2 separate regions of the Xenopus laevis genome follow, and region 1 is linked to region 2. The links are chromatin contacts, called in public Hi-C maps. All regions are on one chromosome and are shown on one strand. The core of a region is the stretch at or near the end of the contact, and the rest is flanking DNA. Distances in the headings are between cores, read along the strand shown.

Evidence for each region. A called contact is a pair of places that touch in the nucleus more often than the background predicts.
Region 1: a contact with region 2 is called in a Hi-C map of the XL177 cell line, with 4 times the contacts expected there. The contact joins the promoter of LOC108701031 here to the enhancer-like site in region 2. A contact is called at or near these places in 3 of 4 Hi-C or Micro-C datasets (the XL177 cell line, the XTC cell line and animal cap).

The regions. Positions count from the first base shown.
Region 1 is chr9_10L:35,155,742-35,160,075 of Xenopus_laevis_v10.1, reverse strand. LOC108701031 (meteorin-like protein) reads left to right here and starts at 2,761. Exons shown (of 4, transcript XM_018235164.2): 1 at 2,761-3,097. The coding sequence starts at 2,889.
Region 2 is chr9_10L:35,103,503-35,107,874 of Xenopus_laevis_v10.1, reverse strand. No RefSeq gene overlaps it. Among protein-coding and RNA genes, the nearest start is that of cyth2.L, 4.7 kb to the left of the region's middle. Within about 2 kb of position 2,579, at least 1 of the 7 cell types and tissues checked has an H3K27ac peak or open chromatin away from gene starts, as enhancers often do.

The sequences.
Region 1 (4,334 bases), core at 1,512-4,011, 52 kb before region 2:
ACACATTTACTCTTGGCATGAAAAAGTTCTTTATAGCAGTAAGTGCAGTTTCATAAGTATCATCAGCTAATGGTAATGTATAGAATATACGCTGTCCCTCTGCTCCCAGGCAGTGAATAAGTAAAGCACGCTTTCTAGCAGCAGAAATCTCCCCTTGGTCAGCAGCAATAATGTAATTTTCAAACATACGGATCCAAGCAGTAAAAGGTATGGTAGGCTCACCAGGGTTTGGAAGAAAAGGTGCAGGCTGCTGCAGAGGTAGAAGAGCCATCTTGTCATCAATTTGTTATGTTTTAGGTAGCCAAGGATGAGGAGAGTATAACAGTGCTTTATTAGCAGGCTCTCATGCAGCCATTACACAGCAGTCACTTTCACTTTTAAGCTGACAGGAAGTATGCATAGTATAAGTCTGAGCACAGTGACATCTACAGGCCATTTGTATAAACACCACATTTTACCATTGCACAGACGTATCAATCTCATGGGAGTCTGGTGCGGATCAAGCAGGAGAACAGAAGCCTTGCAGGAAAATGACAGAATCATCTCAAAGCATACAGCAAACAGAGAAAGAGAAGAGGTAGCCATGCATGGAAGTATATGGGTGCTAGTTTAGCTCTAAGCCATTAACATAATTTTTACTTTGATAATAAAACCACTCTCCCTGCCTGAGTATCCTCAAGAGGGTCACACTATAATCCCACCATTGAGAGTCTCTATGGTTTATAGTGAGAGGATTAAAAGAGACAAATAGATGTTTTTAACCTGTGTAAGCAGCTTGTATAGGGGACAATACCATAAGGAATAGAAAGAAAAAGAAATTGCTCCCTCTGCTGCACAGATTGACACTCATCTATGGTGATATCTTCAAATATACAAATATTTCAGATGTCCAAGCCATGCTACTTTATTAGCATCACATCCTGAGAAAGGGACGTTATGAGAATGACCATGTAAGCGGAATATTTCTATGGATCACTATTCTGAACATTCTTTACTATAACCCACAGAGTTTGTGTTCTGTAGTATGGACCTATTGTTTACTATGACCCATAGAGCTTACTGTCTACTAAATTGTGACACATAGAGTTTACATTTAGTAATATAGCCCGTTTGTCTACTGTTATCTACAGAGTCTGCGTTGATGATGAGTGTGGCTTTAATGCCACGTGTGCTGGGGCTTTTTGACTTAAGTAACTATAAAAATCCATAACTTGTAGAGTCTCATAGGTACAGTAGATCCATAGATATGTATTGTAGGGCCCTATAATGTCTGAATTTGTTTTGGTTTTAATTGTTTTTTATTTTAGCATGAAGTAGATGAAGTTGTGAGCTTTGGTCAATTGTTAGGAATTTGAAATGCAAGAGTACTTAACATATTGTTCTGTGCATTGTAGCCAGTAGATGTCACTGGTGGTTAGGACATATAAAGGGATGGGCTAATGTATGAGATAAAGAGCCTTGCAGACTTGAAGTGTTGCTTCTCAAATTCTGAAATAAAGACATTTTATTATATTGGTCTTAGAATATCAATGTCTACATCACTGATATTAAGATGAACTTCCCTTTCAACAGCAAAACTCAAAAAATCAACAAAGTCTGAAAATCAGGACTCACTCCTAATGAAGCATCTATTTGCACAACATGTTTTGAGTCTGGATCGCTCATTGCCAAGACACATGTGACAAAGTGCCATCCAGTCTACAATTTTATTGTGCAAATACTGTAAATGGTTCATAAGAAGTTAGTCCTGCTTTCTAGCATGCTTCCTGTATTATTGGAGTTTTGCTGTTTTTGTGCTACAACATTGGGGGGATTTAAAAAGAATAAGCCTGTAGTGTGATTTGTCTGGCAGAATCTATGGTGCATTAAATGACGCTCTTACATGCTCATAGTACACTGTGATTTAATACCATCACCAAAAGTTTTCCTATTACAGATGTCAAACTTACAGGCCTGTAGTTATGTGACTGAGAACCAGATCCTGAATTTGAATACAGGTTACCAATTAACCAATCTCTGGTACAATGCCTGCAGTAAAGTGCTTTTGGCAACCACAGAGCTAAGCTCCTTTAGGGCTCTTACATACGGGCGGTTTTACCATTGCGCTTTCTTCCGTTCAGCTGCAGGGGAGCGCAGGAGTAGACGCACTCAATTATTGTGAAGGGGGCTGTACTCACACAGACTCATGTAAGCAACAAACGCAGGTGGGACGCAGCATGTCGCATTTCACCTGCATTCGGAGTACAGCCCCATTCACAATAAGTGAGTGCGTCTACTCCTGCGATCCCCTTCGGCTGAACGGAAGAAAGCGCAAGGCAGGGGAGCACAGGTAAAACCGCCCGTGTGTAAGAGCCCTTAATATACCATGAGTCAAACTGACAAGTATACTAAACTACACTAAAACCTTTTGAGCTGCTTTATTAACTAGTTCCTGATTGGTGTAAACTGGTTGAAACCTTTGCCTTTTCCCCTGTTTCCATCAACCAATTTAGCTGACTCCATTACTATGAGTGCCATACTTCTGCTCCATTTTCAGTTTGTGATTTAATTTTGCATGCTTGTAAGTAAATACAATTTATACTCACACTGACTTGTAAAGATTCCACTGCTCCCCCAGGGCTAATGCAGAGTTGCACAGTGGAAGTGGTCAGCCACCATGTTTGGTGACTTGTCATTCTTTCAGTGCATCAGGACATGGCTTTCAGTGTGTGTGACAAGCCCTGGTCACTTACAGTTCAACACATGGGGTGGGGGGGGGTCTACCATTACTAGTCCAAACCATTAACCATGCCACTAGCTGATTTGCTTGACGTGAGCCAGCAATTGCCATTTGAATAGATGTCCATGAATAGAGGTTTCATTCTTTCAGAGCAGGAAGCTGAAAGTTGATGCTGAAAGCAGAGGCAGGTTTCCTGGCAAGAGACAGTGAGCAGGCAGTGCCATGCAGATACACACAGCTTGTAGATCAGACAAGACATCCAGTTAGTAACAATATGCTGAGACACAAGCTGTTGCACTTGGGGTGTGCTTCTGGGATGCTGCTACTGGTGATGCTGAAGCTGGGCTCTGCTGGGGATTCTTGCAGCTGGAAAGGAAGGTAAGCTCTCTCATCTGCACCCACTATATACCTCCAAACTTGAACCATTTCAGAGGACATTCCCTGCTACAGTTAATGCCAGGAACCCGGAAATTAGACATTTAACAATTATATACAGTTAGGTCCATGAATATTTGGATAGACAACTTTTTTTTCTAATTTTATTTAATTCTGTATATAATATACACAACATACTTTACACTTGCACTCAAAATATAAATATAGCCCTTATGTGACATTATATTCATATATGACACGTATGATTTGGGAGATACTGTATCGCGTACATACTGTATATACGTCATATATGAATATAATGTCACATCAAATAAGGGCTATATTTATGCTTTGAGTGTATGTGTAAGTGTAAAGTATGTCATGTGTATATTATATACAGTATAGTGTATTATATATTGTACCAGGCATTCTGCATTGGGTTGGTTCTTATATCATATAATCTATGCTGTGTTCTGTGAAGACACTATCTGTGTGTTGGATGTCACACACGGTTGATAACGTTTTTTTTTTTTGCTGAACAGAAAAAATGTTATCACTGTGCTGAGCAAAAAAAAAAACATTGCCCTGGCTGAATGTATCAATCAATATTTGTAACAATCTGGTATTATCTTCTTGGGGCAAAAAATGTATTTTTTTAAATTCACTTGAAACATCAAAAAGAAATGTTACTTTTGCAGCAATAGATTTCTGTCATCTCTTTAGTGAGTTTTCTGCACAGACAGGCACGTGTGTACTTAAACGGCTACAAAAGGATTAGTATTATGTGGCGTCATTGCTGTGATATCAGCCACTCTTGTGCAATTGGTCAGTAAAACAGTATATTTGGCGACATCACATGAACTGATGAAAACATGTGCCATTAGCCTTCTGAGAAAAGTTGTGATGATAAACCATGTTTGCCATCGCCTCAGGGTCGGACTGGGCTAACAGGACACCGGGAAAAAACCTGGTGGGCCCCTCTGGCCCAGACTCGCTTTTGGCGCTGTCCCCGAACTCTCTCCCTGGCCATAACCATAAGAAGAAAAAAGATAAGTGCAAATAGGTTGGAGGGGGGTTGCAACTGGGGCAGGGGGCCGGGGGGAGGGTTTGAAACTTTGAAGGTTCTTTAAGCAGCAGCCCCCCAGTCCGACCCTACAGATAAACACTCATACTCAATAGACAGACAGACAGACAGACAGACAGACAGACAGACAGACAGATAGATAGATAGATAGATAGA
Region 2 (4,372 bases), core at 1,330-3,829:
AATTTTACATCCCCTGATTTTAAGTTTTCCCTCATTTTACATTGTTGTTTTGTGGTCCCACCTATATATTATGCATAAAACATTTCCCTGATTTTACATTTTCCTGGATTTTACACCATTACACCATTTTCTGGTCCACTTAAAAAAATTAAAATGAGGGTTCTACTATATTTGTTTCACTATGCACCCAGTCCCACCTTCCGCACCTGTCCATTGCTAACGTTTTGGCCATGATTTTGCACTTTTGTCTGGGGCATTAGTAAATGGCTACCATCAGGGCCAGAACTAGGGTTAGATAGAAGAGGCGAGTGTCTAGGGGACAATGGTGGTTTCGGTGGGGGTGCTAGGCACATTCCTGTTCTAGCGTGCCTACCCCTAGATTAGGAAAAATTCTCAGTTTATTCAAACTAATAGAAAAAGTAATCATCTAGTTGATGGAGATTTTCTAAAAAAATGACAGGGTGGCAAACTAATGAGAAACACAAGATAAACCATATTGTCTAGACAGATAAGAACACACAGTAACTGAAACTACAAGTAGAAATGCAGCTCCCTCTGGTGGTATCCAACAATTAGAGAGAGAAGAAATCATTGAGTGTTGAGCTAACATCACACGTGTCATTTACTCTGCCAGCAGGAAAACACCAGTGGAAAAAAAACCCACAATCCACTATGATCTACACCCTATTTACATGGGATGAATTTTAAATGCACCCTTTCTGAACCCTGTTTTGCAACGGCAGAGATGAGTGATATTAGCCTTATGCCTTTTATGACTACATTTTGCAATTGTCCTGATGCTATAGAAAACATATAAACAGATGGAATTATCGTCATCGTCGGCTCATCTAAACCACTAAGAAATCATACAAAGTCCAGAACTGTATTAAAATATGTTGTTTCTTCTAATGGAATGATAAACATTGGCTCTGGTGCAGAGTATGTATGGGACTGTTATCCAGAATGCTCAGGACCTGGGGTTTTCTGGAAAATGGATCTTTCCATAATTTGGATTTTTATACCTTTACCTTCTACTAGAAAATCGTGTAAACATTAAGGGTCTGGCCACACAAGCAGTTTCAGGGAGATTAGTCACCCCAGTGACAAATCGCCTCTTCTTCGGGGCGACAATCTCCCCAAATTGCCTTCCCCCTGCCCTCCGCCGGCTAAAATGAAAAACGCCTGTGGCAATTCGTTTCATCGTGAGGCAACTTCAGGCGACTTCGGAAAACTCAGGTGATTTTAATTTTAGCCAGCGGAGGGCAGGGCTTGATTTTGCTTCCAATAAGGATTAATTATATCTGGGTTGGGATCAAGTACGAGATACAGTTTTATTATTACAGAGAAAAAGAATTGAATTATTTGAATAAAATGGAGTCATGGAGATGACTGCCATTGGAGACAGCCAATGGAGACAGCCTTCCATAATTCGGAGCTTTCTGGATAACGGGTTCACAGAGAACGGATCAGGAATTAGAGACACTTATAAATGCCATGGAACCAGACGATGGATAAGGAAGGTGTTTTTAACTCCACAAATTATTGTGAATTTTAGGACTCTTTTATTCCTTATTCCGTTTTTTACTAATTACTAATTGACGTTTCTGTTCTGTAATATACTGTATATTGTAAGCAACATTGTACCTTGAAAAAAAGATCGTTGGAGGGTCTGGTGTGAACAGTCCCTCTTCACCTGCCCCCCTCCAGGCCTGCTCACTACCTGCTAGCAGCGAGCCTCTATATTTTGCTGAAGTTTAAGGCAGGAGAGGGGCTGGGGAATAATGTATATGTCGTTTTGCCACTGATTGTCAGTTCCTAAGCTTACGTAGGTGACAACAGCCCAGAGCATGTGCTGCGAATCAGAAGAAAAGAACTTGGGGAACTACATATTCTGCATATTCTGATCTTCACTGATGAAGGACATTGGTTGCCTTGGGCTAGTAAAGCATCCTAAAACATAATGATCGTTATTTGTTGAGTTTTAGTTTTCTGTAAGTGCACCTACAACTGGGGGAAACAAGAGATAGAAGTGCATGCTATGCTATGTCATAGTTCCTAAACTTTTCCTTAGTCCGTTTGATTTGACCATGCTTCTCCTTTAAAAATATTCCTCCTCCAGTTTCTCATCCTTATTTCCATCAAAAGTAATTTCTCCATCAGACATTTCCCCCCAACGCAAGTTCCTGAAATATATATGGAAATATTTATGGATTCCTCATGTATAATATTCTCATTTTCACCTCTCTCACTGCCACCTCTCATGTGAACCATTAACCTTCAAATCATCACATCCCTTACCATTTGTCTCATTCGTGCTTTTCATTCTTTCACTTTTATCATCACCTGTATCAACAGAAACATTTTAATCTTAATCAGCTTTCTAATATCCATTACTTGTCTTAAAGGGTACCCTTTGACAACAATTTTTCCTCCACTGGCATTACGGGATAACAGTTTAACCCATGTTATGTTCATGCACATATTGAGTGAGAGGGGATAAGTCACATAGTTTGTGCATGCATGTGCCCCAGGCATGTTCAGACTTAGATTCAAAATAGGCCCTGGCATTTCATTTCAAGTACTCTGAGGCCCAGAAAAACCCCCAGAGGCCCAATAAATAGGGGTTATCCATGGCATCTTACAGCAGTTCCTCTTGCATTTTCCAGAACATACAGATTGTCAGTCTTGGCCCCAGCATGGCTACCAACACTACGAATGGAGGACACAGCTCTAGTGAGGGAAACAGCATTTTAGCAACAGGTGCTCTTTAAACATTTTCAGCAAGTATAATTGCTAGTAAAAGTAATGTTTTGTTACTTTCTATTCTCTGCACCTCCGACTATTAAAGGGGTTGTTCACCTTTAAATTAACTTTCAGTATGATGTAGCAAGTGATATTCGGAGACAATTTGCAATTAGTTTTTGTGGGTTTGGGGTTATTTGGCTTTTTATTCAGCAACTCTCCAGTTTGCAATGTTAGCAATATAGTTGCTAGGGTCCAAATGATCTAATCAACCATGCATTGATTTGAATAAGACGCTGATATATGAATAAGAGAGGGCCTGAATAGAAAGATGAGGGGAAAAAATAGCAATAACTTTACATTTGTAGCCTTTTGAGCATTCGAATTTAGATGGGGATCCCATTTGGAAGCTGGAAAAAGTCAGAAAAAGAAGGCAAATAATTCAAAAACGATAAAATAGTTAATAATAACGATCGATTGAAAAGTTGCTTAGAATTAACCATTCTATAACATACTACAAATAGCTATAAAATAGAGTCCTGCATCGGGTCGAGTCCGAGGAATACCTGCAAAGTGGTTGGGTTTTGGGCAAATATTCTCAGATTACCCGTGCGAGCAGCAGTCTAAAGGTAACCTGGCTGGGTACCCAGTAAAGGTGAGAGCTCTCCCACCCTCCTTTGTGGCTCCAGCAACTTTCTTACATTATCGGTGGCGGAGTGATGTCATTTCCGGTCCAAAGTGATATCACTACCAGTTCTGTGTGTCCCCCGGGTCGGAAGGTAGCTTGTCAGGAGACACTTATCCCAAGACTTGGAACCATGTAGGGAGGTGCCAGCCTTTGAATACTATGACCAGAGGTAGTAAATAGTTAAATAGTTAGTTAACCTTGACGTGTGGTGGCTTACCAATTTTTATGATCATAACTGATCGTAAATACATGCACTAGCATAGATATTCGATGACTTATAAGATAGGACCAGGGAATGTGCATTGATCAATCACCCTTCTTTTTCTCTACGGAAGGTAAATTGGCCTGTTGCGGGTCGGGTAGAGGATCAGTGGGGGAAAATTGCGGGTTGCCGGTCACAGGTCGCGGTATGGGGCCGGTACAGTCTAAGAAAATAGACCCTCGCGGGTCTCTAACATAAAAGTGAACCAAATGTAGCAGAAGCCAGCTAACTGTCACAACAATGTGCTAAGAAGTAGACTTGCAATGCTGAAAGGGACATACACAAGTTTTTTTCGACAGCAATCACATTTACAATTAACTACAATATCACTGACATTTTTAATTGATATTGGGGAATTGCTTAGCGTCACCTCTTTTTCCTTTACGTACAAAATAAAAGATTATTTTGAGGCTGACAAACCAAAAGTTCCCCTTTAAATTAACTTTTAGTATGATGTAGAGAGTGATATTCTGAGACAATTTGCAATTGGTTTTTATTTTTTTAGTTATTTAGCTTTTTTTAGCAGCTCTCCAGTTCGTAATGTCAGCAATCTGGTTGCTAGGGTCCAAAGTACACTAGCAACCATGTGGAGTTTCATTGGGAATTCCACGACCCTATAAAAGCACAAGGGCGAAGGCAACGAGGTGACTTCTAATATGCTCATAGCTTGCAACAGGGAG